Linked DNA regions of Cyprinus carpio: region 2 is linked to region 1. The links are chromatin contacts, called in public Hi-C maps. All regions are on one chromosome and are shown on one strand. Each heading gives the region's core, a stretch centred on a gene start, on an enhancer-like site or on the middle of the called end of the contact. The rest is flanking DNA. Distances are from core to core; before and after follow the strand shown.

The links. A called contact is a pair of places that touch in the nucleus more often than the background predicts.
Region 2: a Hi-C map of red blood cells shows a contact between it and region 1, with 3 times the contacts expected there. The contact joins the promoter of thrab here to the enhancer-like site in region 1. A contact is called at or near these places in 6 of 8 Hi-C or Micro-C datasets (liver, red blood cells and skeletal muscle).

What each region holds. Positions count from the first base shown.
Region 1 is chrA12:11,910,779-11,916,676 of ASM1834038v1, reverse strand. pkd1b (polycystin-1) reads right to left here. Exons shown (of 42, transcript XM_042767564.1): 33 at 5,665-5,862; 34 at 5,362-5,516; 35 at 4,809-4,921; 36 at 4,584-4,723; 37 at 4,330-4,451; 38 at 3,967-4,138; 39 at 3,581-3,868; 40 at 2,860-2,994; 41 at 2,440-2,754; 42 at 582-1,608. The coding sequence ends at 865. Among protein-coding and RNA genes, the nearest start is that of pkd1b, 22 kb to the right of the region's middle. Within about 2 kb of position 4,441, at least 1 of the 8 cell types and tissues checked has an H3K27ac peak or open chromatin away from gene starts, as enhancers often do.
Region 2 is chrA12:12,052,967-12,058,817 of ASM1834038v1, reverse strand. thrab (thyroid hormone receptor alpha) reads left to right here and starts at 3,632. Exons shown (of 10, transcript XM_042767565.1): 1 at 3,632-4,148.

The DNA of each region.
Region 1 (5,898 bases), core at 3,192-5,691:
TGAGGAACATGACCAACTTGAAAACAAGTCTAAAAGAGATGGTTCATCCAAAAATGTATTCCTAACCTATATTCTGAGAAATGTCTCAGAGGGTTTGTCCATACAGTGAAAGTCAGTGGTAACCAAACCTGTTTGATTCCCACTATTATGCGAAGTATCTTCTGTTGTTTTTGGCCGAAGATAGAACATGGTGAATAAATGACAAGATCTTCATTTTTGGGTAAACTACCTCTGTGTTGTCTTTGTCTCATTTCAAGGATTTTTAAATAATAGTAATAATAATAAAGTTATATATATATACATGTATATAGGAGTATATATTTTTTGAAGTGTTAGCAGACTTAAATGTTATAAAAAGGATTGAGAGTTTAATTAAGTTTCAATTTAACATTGAATTTCTTAGTAAGGAAAAAATATGATACGATGAAGTTTGTTTAACTTACATTTACATATTCAGTAAATAATGTACGCTATAAAGAGCTTTATTTGCTCTAACAAAATTGATTCATCTTGCCAATTTCTACTAACCTTAACTTTTTTTAAATGTTTTGAATGATAAACACAAATATTCTGATGTTTAAGCCACAGTTTGCATGGCCGTGTCATTTTATTGGCAAAAATAAAACAGATTCTTCACTATACAAGAAGATACATGTCTCAGAAGACTGTTTTTGGTGAAATCAAAGCGAAATAAACACTTCTACATGAAAAGCGGTGCAAAACCACAAGTCAGGAAGTAGAAATACAATATACAAAATCTAAAGTGGTCATGACTAACACTGTGCATTCACTGTGTCAAAAAATTAAAAAAGAGCAAAATTATTATTCACATTTAATATAATAATACTACCATATTTGAAACTCTTATTCAGTGTGCCATGCCTGTCTCTTAATCGGCATGCCGTCACATACATGATCTCGGTCTCCGTCTTCACTCCGGGGTCTCACTGGCAAGGCCACAGTGCTGTGAGATCCAGGTAACCTCTGAGTGGTGTCAGCGGAATGGCAGGTGACTGAATTCCAGGCCCTGCGTCTTGGGACACCCCATTTTCTCAGGTTTGGGCTGTTCATACTTCCATCCAATGCAGAAAGTAATCTCTTACCTAACTGAGCAGCAGGCCCCATCAGGGAGGACTCTGAGTGTGTAGCACGGCAACGTGGAAGGGTATTAATGACACCTTGAAGAGAAACTGGAGTGTGGTCACATTCCAAAACAGAGGTAGATGGATGTCGAGGGAACGGTGGCAGCTTTGGTGTTGGATCATGTCCCTCGGAGGTCACCTGCTGAAGCTTAGACTTTCTTCTCTGGTAAATTCTGCTCTGGGTTTGCTGAAGTTGGAGCTCAAAGTTATAGACTTCATCGGTCAGCTGGTTGACGCGGTCGAAACCAGCCACGAGGCTGTCAACACAGGGCACCAGGCGGTCCACATAATGGTGAAAGTTAAAACTGCCTGAAATGACAGATGAATCGGAGGCCGAAGAAGAGGCAGATGATACCTGGCGAGGACCGCTGGGACTGAGCGGGACAGAGCAGTTGGAGGCTTCAGAGCCCTGGGAGGATCTAGAGGGTGGAGGAACCATTCCCTCAAACTTGACTCTGTGCCTAAACTACAAAGGAAATAAAAAGAAATAGGTTTGTTTATTACATTTACATTTAATCATTTAGCAGACACTTTTATCCACACACACACATGCATATATATATATACACACTAAGAAAATTCCATAAAGTCCTGTACTGTATTAATATGAAGGCATTTTCCATTGATTTTTCCACAGGTGTTTTACCCATATTTTGAAATATGCATTGCATTATATTGTGTATTAGAGTTAAAGGTGATGTCCATAAACTTGCAACGTTTGGGGTCAGTGATTTTTTTTAATGTTTTGTAAGAAGTGTTCACCAAGGCTGCATTTATTTGATCAAAAATACAGTAAAACAGTAATATTAAAATGACCATTTTCTATTTTAATATATTTTAAAATGTAATTTATTCCTATGATTGCAAAACAGCCATTACTTGAGTGTCACATAATCCTTCAGAATTATATAATATGCTGATTTGGTGCTCAAGACACATTTCTTATTATTATCAAGGTTGGAAAGTTTTTGATGCTTAATATTTTTGAACTGTTACTTTTGATTAATATAATGCATCCTTGCCAAATAAAATGATTTTCCCCAAACGTTTGTATGGTACTCTAAGTATCTTTAAATATATTTAAATATATGTATTTTATATAAATATGATTTATATAAATATTATTTATATTTTATAATTTCATAATTAATTTTTATTTATTTATCAATTTATATATATATATATATATATATTTTTTTCTAATTATCTCTAGTCAAGTCACATTGGATTAAAGTGTCGGCTGAATAAATACTGTACATGTAAAACTAATCTCAATGAACCCAAATGTCCTTTGTACCTCTTTGGTCTTGCTAAGCCCCATCCACAGCTTGAGGCGTTTAATGAGGAACTGTACCATCTCATAGTCCTGCGGCTCCATGGCTGGTCTGTAAATGTCTGCCTGTACCATTCGGTATGTTCGAATCAATACAGCAGCACATAGGCGCCCCAGTACCCAAAATCCAATGCCCACAGCAGACAGGCAGTAGAGAGGTCCCACCACAGGATGATGCTCACAAAGTCGACGCAACCCCATGTGGCCCCTTAACAAACACAGCAGAGAGGAACTGGCCTGCCCTAAGGTCCTAAAGCCCTCTACTGAACCCGAGAAGAGCTGAAAGAGATGGAGAGAATGACCTGAGCTGTGTTTGAGAAGCAAAAAAGATTTAAAGAAAAAAATACAATGCAATGTCAAATGAAAAACAAAAAAACATTCTACCATGATGCCTGTGTGAGAGAACAGAAGCAACAAGAGGAGCAGCAGGAACACCACGCCACAGATCTGAGGGAATACTTGTCGAATAACCCGTCCTATCACCAACCATCGCCTAACAAACCGCAGGATCCCCACCATCTGTCAAAACATACCTCTGAATTGTGATTGGTCACAAATTTTGATGTAGTTCATTTTTTTATGTTATATGTATAATGCTGTTAATGTCTTTCCCATTTTCTTTCTATATTTACAGTATGTTATTTACATTTTTGAATTGTATTTATGTGATTACAAGCTTTGCTAAAGTTGTAATGTAAAGGAATAAGTGACAGACCTCTTCTTCTATATTGTGAGGTACAGCCGAGTAAAAACAAAAAACAAAATGTAGTGCATGGACTCAATGCATTATTTGTTAATTTGAATGGAGGCAGGTCTGAATGTGAGCTTGAGGTCAAATTTAAAAAAAGGGTGAGGTTTCACCAGAGAGAAGTCTGTCGTTTCATCAAAAGATCCAGTTATTTTGTTTTGAATAAAATCACATTTAAAAAGAAAGATAGGAAAGAATAAATCAATAGCGTGCATTTAAGATCACTACCATCCATTTAGAAAACAGATCATGCCAGCTTTAAAACATTTTTGCTGCTATTTTTACAGCATGTACTGGCATTTCATTCAGGAATGCAAACTGAGTTAAAAAAAAACCTTTTAGCTTTAGGGCTAATACCTTTAGAACCAAGAGGGTTAATACAATTGCTGAGAGCTGATTGGACTTTCTGGCCAGTGTGGCAGCACTATGGAAGTCAGCAAAGCAGGAGGGCCTGGAGCAATGTCTGGAGATGAAGGCTGCAGTCGTGTAGAGGAAATACAGACGAAGAACAGCTGCTGCTAGCGTCAGAAGAGCTAACAACGGCTGAAACCAGCGCCAGGCTTGCCTCAGGTATTGACTTGGCTTTCTGATCAAGGCCCATACTTCAGCGCTCACAAAGCACAGGGCAAACAGCAGTAGCAGAACCTAGTTAGAAAACAGGCGTTAATACGACTACAAGAAGACCACAGATCCAACTTTGTAAGATTCTTTTCAAACTGAATCTGAACTAGGAGAGCCAGTACCGTCAATGTGACATGTAAGTCTGTACCAAATAATGGAGAGATGTGAAAAGGCTGGACGGAAATGAAAGAAAGGATTCTGCCTGTCTGTGTTTGATCAAGGAGAATAGAGACTGGTGCCAAGATGCTGGTCTGTTTATGATAGTGAGTGAACTCAATCAATACTGCCTTTGTCCTGTCACAAAAAACATAAGAAACAAAAATCATTGAGCTGATGAGCATGATGGGTCTCTGGTACTAATAACACTGTATAAGTTCCATACTTACAGCATGTGTGCAGAAAGGTCCTTAGTACAAGTCTGGACATTTAAAGAACAAGGTTTTATTCTGTAGTGCTATTTTGTGTGTAATGGCGTAATATCATACCCAGTTGTAATCCACTTTGCTGTCTGTAAGCCTGACAGGATCCGACGTGTGGACTCACTGTTGTTCCCAAGCACTACTTCCTCTGACTCACTGAATGCACATGATGCACTCTTAGTCCTTGGTTGAGAGAGGACATTGTTATTATATGCCAGAAGACAAATGCACTAAGGAAAACATTATATTCTCAGCTGTTCAGGCTGCATGACAACTTTCACACACTAAAAGTCTTTCTCTTTGTGTCCTGTTATCTCTCACCATGCTGAAAGTGCTGCAGTGTTCTTGCTGTGTGTTGAGGAGCTCTGGTGTACAGGGTTGGCATGTGATGAAACATTAGCAGTCAGCATCAAAGGAAGTCGACCAGATTGGAACTTATCTCTGATGTTTTGACTGCAGACTTTGAGGAGGGAAAAATCAAATGTATATATATTTTTAGCAAATTCTCAAAAAGCTAAATCTGGCCTAACGACGCAAGTCCTTACAGTCTTGAAAACGAACTTTCTGCAGTCTTGCAGGGCCAGTTAAAGAAAGAGAAGGGTTTTCAAACAGGTGTGATATTAACCTCCCATCTACCCACTGTTCTGCATCCACCCATCTATGAGAAAAAAAAAATGTTGAAACAAAAAATGTTGAATCATTGTCTGGTTTTATCATGCATGCTCAACTCGCTCTTCTTGCAGTCTTTTGCTCCGTTTTTTTTTAGTTTTTTAGTATCTTGTACTTTTGTTGTTATTATAATAAACTTTGCACCGCTAACTAATGCATCTCTTTTTCTAACCAATTTTCAATCTGTTTATAAGGTCTCCCAGACTTCAAAATTTAGCAGAATTAACTAAAGTCACATTTCTGAATTGCATTTTGCAATACAACAGAGGGTTAAAGTTTTGATTATGTCCGAGGAACATATTTAAAAGAGATTAACACCAAATTATTTTTTTTCAAAAATCTCTGGGGTCTCTGGGACCTCAAAAAGAAAACAGTTTCAGCAGAACATGAGGGTTACTGGGGGAAGTGAATGTAAAGAGTCTGACTTACCCTGATAATGCAGTGAGACTGGGCTGGCCTGGTAAAGCTGTGATCAGCGTCTGTTTAATAGCCGAGTGAAGCCGTCTGCTGTTAGTCTCATGAACATATTCTTGGTAGTTCACCATCAGAACCACCAACAGGAAGAGCAAATAGACTAAGCAGCTCTGATTATCAGCGTAAAACATGAAACAAAAGAACATTAAAATTAATATTAATATGCATTAGAGTCAGAAAGCAGGAGAAATCCAGCTGTTATAGGTCTCTGAGGACTAAATGAGAGCTGAATGGATTCATCTGTGGGTCTGAGCTCACCCTCATTAAGGCTCTAAGTGTTCTCAGCTTCCGTGCTTCCTCTTTAGCCTGCAGCAGGCCGTATCCACAGAGAGGATGCACCTTATCCCCCAGATCCTCTTCTGTCCTTCTGACTTCTGTCTCCTGAGCCAAACGGTTCTCTACCTCTGGGTCCACTGGTTTCACCACAGCAGCCAGATATAGTGCTTGAATACATATCTGCAGAAAAATATCAGAACATACTGTAAAAATCTA
Region 2 (5,851 bases), core at 2,383-4,882, 140 kb before region 1:
AAAATGCATATTTTAAAATGTCATTTATTCCTTTGATGGCTGAGCTATTTTCAGCAACCAGTCTTCAGTGTCACATGATCCTTCAGAAATCATTCTAATATGCTTATTTGGTGCCCAATAAACATATTTTTCTTATTTCTGATTAATATCAACATTCAAAACAAGATGTGCTGATTTTTGGAAACCGTGATACAACAGAAAGGTCAAAAGAACAGCATTTATTTGAAATAGAAATTTTTTGTAACATTACAAATGTCTCAATGTGTCCTTGCTGAATAAAAAAAAAAAAAAAATGAAAAATTTGAAAAAAAAAAAAAACTTTCTGATGCCAAACTTTTAAACTTTTGTGTACATCATAAGCAGGAGAATATAATATAAGTGAGTGAGAAAGTTCAATGTCCAGTTTGTCAGTGGTGTACCTAACCTAGCAGTAGGCTAAAGTTCTGGATGCTCGATCAATCAACATAGAGATAACATAAGAAAGTTACTTAAAACCCTGTCAACATTGTGCCTTTGGACTTAAGTGGCCTTCAGTGTAATTGACCTTCACCAGATTTGTTCCATGACGACTGTTCTTGCAAATATTGTATTATCATTCAGTCTGGGCTAGATTAAATACCCCCCACCATGTACAGCTAATGAGACATTTCTCTCAACTCAAAATTATCTTTAAGAGAGATACTGGTGTGCAGGTCAACAATAAAAGAAAGATTTCGCCAGTTATGGGACACGTCTTTCTTTATCTACAAACGATTTCTCTCAAAACGCCATATATGGATCCCAGAGTCAGTAAAGTCCTGCAATTATTCAAGAGCGGCTAGCCAAAGCACTCGTGTTTTATCAGATTTCTGCTCTAATGCATGCTTCCTGGGCTTTCCTTTCTCCATTTACTAGATTAACCCTTATTTATTTATGTACTTTTGAATGAATGCAAAGCGGAAAGGTTACGGGAAAACGAGGCATAATTATCTGTGGCACCACAAACACATCAGGCTATCTACTTTTTATATGCTTTGTGTTTGTGCAGGGGTGTACTGTAGTGACATAAACAGCCTATTAAAAGATTCGTTTACCTTCTTTGATTCCATCATTTATGCCAGCACCATGACAACTATGGCTTTGCCGGTCCATGTGACATGTTTTAAGTAATAAAGAGAAAAGCTTTGAGAATATGTTACTCACAAATAAGCGTGTGTGCTGTAAACGCGGAAACCATATACAAACCCATGGTTTGTTTCTGGCTTGTTGCCTTAAAGAATGACAGGAACATTGGAAACTTCTACCCTCTTGTACTGAATCAACTTCCTTTTTTACTCCACCCAGGATTCGAACTACAACCAAGTTGAGCTCTCAGCTACACAAAAACTATCAAGATATGGCTGAAATTACTGTGGCCATCCAGATCAAACTGGGATTTCTTTCCATTAACAATCAATTTTCACAACAGTTTGACAATTAAATTGATCAGACAAAGAATGAACCGTGCAGAAATTTGGTAATTTCAGTCACATTTACCAAAATCTCTACCAATTTTACCAAAATTTATGCTGTTTACATATCATAATTGACTTTAAAATCCCACAAGAAGTCATCGTAGAATCTTAGAATCTTAAAAACCTCGATTTTTTTTTCAAAGTTTATTGTTTTTGGATTCTAATCCATTTGTAAACAGTTTTAGTAGTCTCAGATCTGGTTTTAAGGCAGTAATTGGATTGTACTTTACAGGATGTAGCATTTGTGTTAAGTATTAACATGCGCCATTAAAGAGTTTTACACAGAATTATACTGTGGGAGACCAGGGTTTGATGAGGAAGAAGGAGTTCTTTGGAGCGTTGATCCCATCGTACAATTTATTTGACCCTCTGGGGCAGATTCAGCTTGCCTATACCCTGAAAAAAAAACAGTTTAGACCAGCATGAATTTCTCTAAATTAGTTTTCTTTATTTTTCAACTGATTTAAAATCTAAATGACTAACAAACGCAGACATGGTAAGCCTCACTGGGTAAAGATGAGTCTTTAATTTGGATTCAGTATGAGAGTGAGCATTTCTTTTTTCCAGTTATTTGCTCAAATGTCTAATTCTGTTTTAGGTTTGATCAGACCTCATTAGAATGCAGTTAAATACTAAATTTAAGGAATTGAGAATACTTATACAGACTTGAGAAGGTTCAAATATGTACCATCTTTATAACTCACTGTGAGATTTAGCAGAACAACCTTGAATAGAACAGTCTAAAGTAGACTGTATTTCTCATGGTGAAAAATAATAATGGTATTGTGTCTTTTTAATAAAATTCATATCAATACCACATTATTATTGAAAAGCTTATTCTATACATTTCCAATAAAATTAGTAAATTATAAATGAATTTTTATTTTTTAATTTATTTTTTAGCCAACTATTCCTTGACAGGTGCAAATTTTTATTGGTCCCATTTGTAACAATCGGCTTTATCGGAAGATGTTACAATTATTAAATGGGGTCAGATTATACTGTGTGAGCTCCAGAGGTTTTGTGCATTGAGACATTTCACCTTGGATGAATGAAGTTTGTTTACTAACTGCTACTGCAATATATTTTTTATTTTTTGTTTTGCTCCTTTTCAACTGTTTCCTTCTGACCCCTGCAGCGACTGTGATGTTTTAGTGCTTGCTATGTCCTAACATTTTTCCTCAATCTGTGTCAAAAAAGTTCTGTGTGCCACTGTGGCTTGTTTGTTTCATTACTCCAACTGAGACTGTTACATTTTTACACTTCCATCCATAAGGTATATATATATATAAAAAAAATAAGGTGGATACCCACCCAGGGTATGTTTACATGACAATGTTGTACTGTAAATGTTTTAACTTTACATTTTTTTTAAAGTTTTGCACAAAGATGACAACATTGTTAAAATGATCCCCGTTCACACTGGTCCACAAAAATGACATGAAATTATTATGCATGCCAGGCCACTAGCTAGCAATGTCACTTTGTACAGAAACACGTGCCCCCCACACCTACCTAAACATCTAATATGCATGTCCATGATATCACTGGTTTCAAAAAGTAATAAATAAATAAATAAATAAATTATATATATATATATATATATATATATATATATATATATATATATATATATATATATATATATATATATTGCTTTCAAAAACTTGCTCTTTGAAACCAAAAATCAAAAACACCATCTAAAAATAGTAAAAAATAGTAAAAAACCTCAATGTTTGCATTTTCAGCCCCAAAAATGCCATTGTTTCATAAATGAACGCCCAAAGCTCATTAAAAGTTTGAACTTGTGAGTTGCCCACCTGCTCCATAACTTTATTCTGGACTATACTGTTTCATGTTTGTTTTTATATTGTTTGGTTTGTTTATTTTTGTCTAGAAGAGCTAAAGTAAACTATATAGTAATTATACCATTATTCTAATTATTAGTATTAAAAATTGTATGACATGGCTGGTCATGTGTTCTCCTGAGGGGCACTCTATGTAGAATAAAATAGTCTTTTCTATGAGACCGAGAAGTCAGGAGTCTGATCGCATGTGAGTTTACATTATTACGTTCATTTCTTTATATGTAAAACCTTTTTAATTAGCAAAATGCTGCATGCACCTTTAAATCAGAAGCGCGGCTGTGAGTTTCTTCAGTGATGTTGGATAGTGACGGACGCTTCGCGAGCTGTCATCCGCCTCACATGACAGCAGTCTGAGAGAGAGAGATGGAGTACAGTCATGGAAGTATTTTACAGTGTTAGTCCTGTAGAGAGCGGTAGATCGTTTTATTAAATTGTTTAATACGCTCCCTGTGGTACTGTACATGAGCGCGACCGGGGACGGGGAGGGAGGAGCGATCGTAGTATTTCTCTTCATTTCAAATCCCTGTCGTGGCAGCACGGGCAAGGCAGAGGACTTTTCTCCCCTTCAAACTAAGGGGAAAACCCTCCACCGAGAGCCTAGTGCACGAGCTAAAGAGCAAACGGAGGACTTTGGGAGGAGGAAGCATTAGTTTGAAGGCACACTGTGGCTCACTGTGTGCACTAGTGTCTCCACACTTGCACTGGATACACGAAGCAGGACGTTTTGACTTGTCTGCGACTCGCAGGATCGCCGCGATCTCCCGGAAACCCGCCAAACGTTCACTCGGTGAGTCGCGCGCCGTGCGCGTTTATTTACGGCTCTCGCGCTTCGCTCATGCAGCATTCGTTCGTGTTCTTCTGCCGTACGAAGCTGATTCAAGCGTACGCTAGCTGCGTGGTTTGACAGGTCAGCGGTCCTAAAGCTAAAACGGTTCATTCCCGTCGCTCTCCACTGTAAGACACTACAGGCTTTAGTGGACGCGGGCTTTGGCATGTTAGCACGGCGGACATTGCACAGGTTGCCGGTTTGGAGATTGTCTTTCTGTATGTAGGGCCTAGTTTGTAGCAGGCATATACTGTACCAACAGATACATTGTAGCCCCGTGTTTGCTGGTACAGTATGTGGCTGCCACACACACACACACACACACACACACACACACACACACACACACACACACAGTACTGAAGCAGGCACGCGTTTTGTGCTGATGGGTTCACTTCAGGTACTCTTTTCCACCCAAAACATGTGCATAGAAGAGACAGGTACCGACAGGTAAATAAGTGAAGGACTTTTAGCGATGATAAAATGAGTTTATGCATTAGTTTGCTCTCTGTGAAAAAAGTTTGAACTGTTTACAGTAAACTGATTTTGCATTATGCAGCATCTACAGCAGGGTACCTTTTTTTAATTTAATAGTTTGAACTTGGGGAGTTTTTTTTAAGTGAAAATGCCATTTAAGTGTAAATTATGTATATAAAGTGGTAGTTCTGCAGAATGAAGTCTGACCTGTCTAACTTTTAAACACTCAACCCAGGTTTTTTTATTAAGACTAGTATATTGCAGATATAAAGTGTACAAGAAATTGATGTAATTATATGGACAATTTCCCATTTTCCATATGTTGAATTGCTTGAAGATACTGAAAAGCTGTGTTTGTATTAATTAATGTAATTTCCATCTTTTAAGCACATTCTTCAAAGTGAAATTCAGTTATGTATGTAGTGATTCATATCAAGGTGGCCTGTTTTTAATAACTAATCAAGTAATTGCTTTTTGAATTGTGTCAGGGTCAGGGAAAATACAGTTGCTTTTAACACTGTAAAGGCAAATTAAATATGCAACTATTTAAGCATTTACTAATCGATCTAATTTTTCAGCATGGGTAAGTGAACATGAGATATGTTAATGCCTGTAGAATGGAAGAATTTAAAGGATTAGTTCACTTCCAGAATAAAACTTTCCTGATAATTTACTTATCCCCATGTCATCCAAGATGTTCACGTCTTTCTTTATTCAGTCGCACGTAAATTAAGGTTTTTGAGGAAAACATTCCAGGATTTTTCTCCATATAGTGGACTTCATTGGGGTACAACTGGCTGAAGGTTCAAATTGCAGTTTCAGTACAGCTTTAAAAGTCTCTACACGATCCCAGCTGAGGAATAAGTGTCTTGTCTAGCTAAACGATCAGTCATTTTCTTAATAAAATAAAAAATGTATGTTCCTTTAAACAATTTTTTAGATAATCGATTAGTTGGCTGATTATTTTTTTCTGATTAATCGAAGAAAACCCCCCCCCCACAATTTTCTTTATTTCAATTTTATTGACAAAAACACACTATTCCACAGTCTGCCCAATGTCCTTCAAACAAATGTGCCAACTGAATGCTATGAAAACATACAGTGCTTAACAATTTATAAGACCACCTGTCATAATAGAGAAATCACAAATATTTTAGGAATCTGTCAAAAAAAAAAAAAAAAAGATA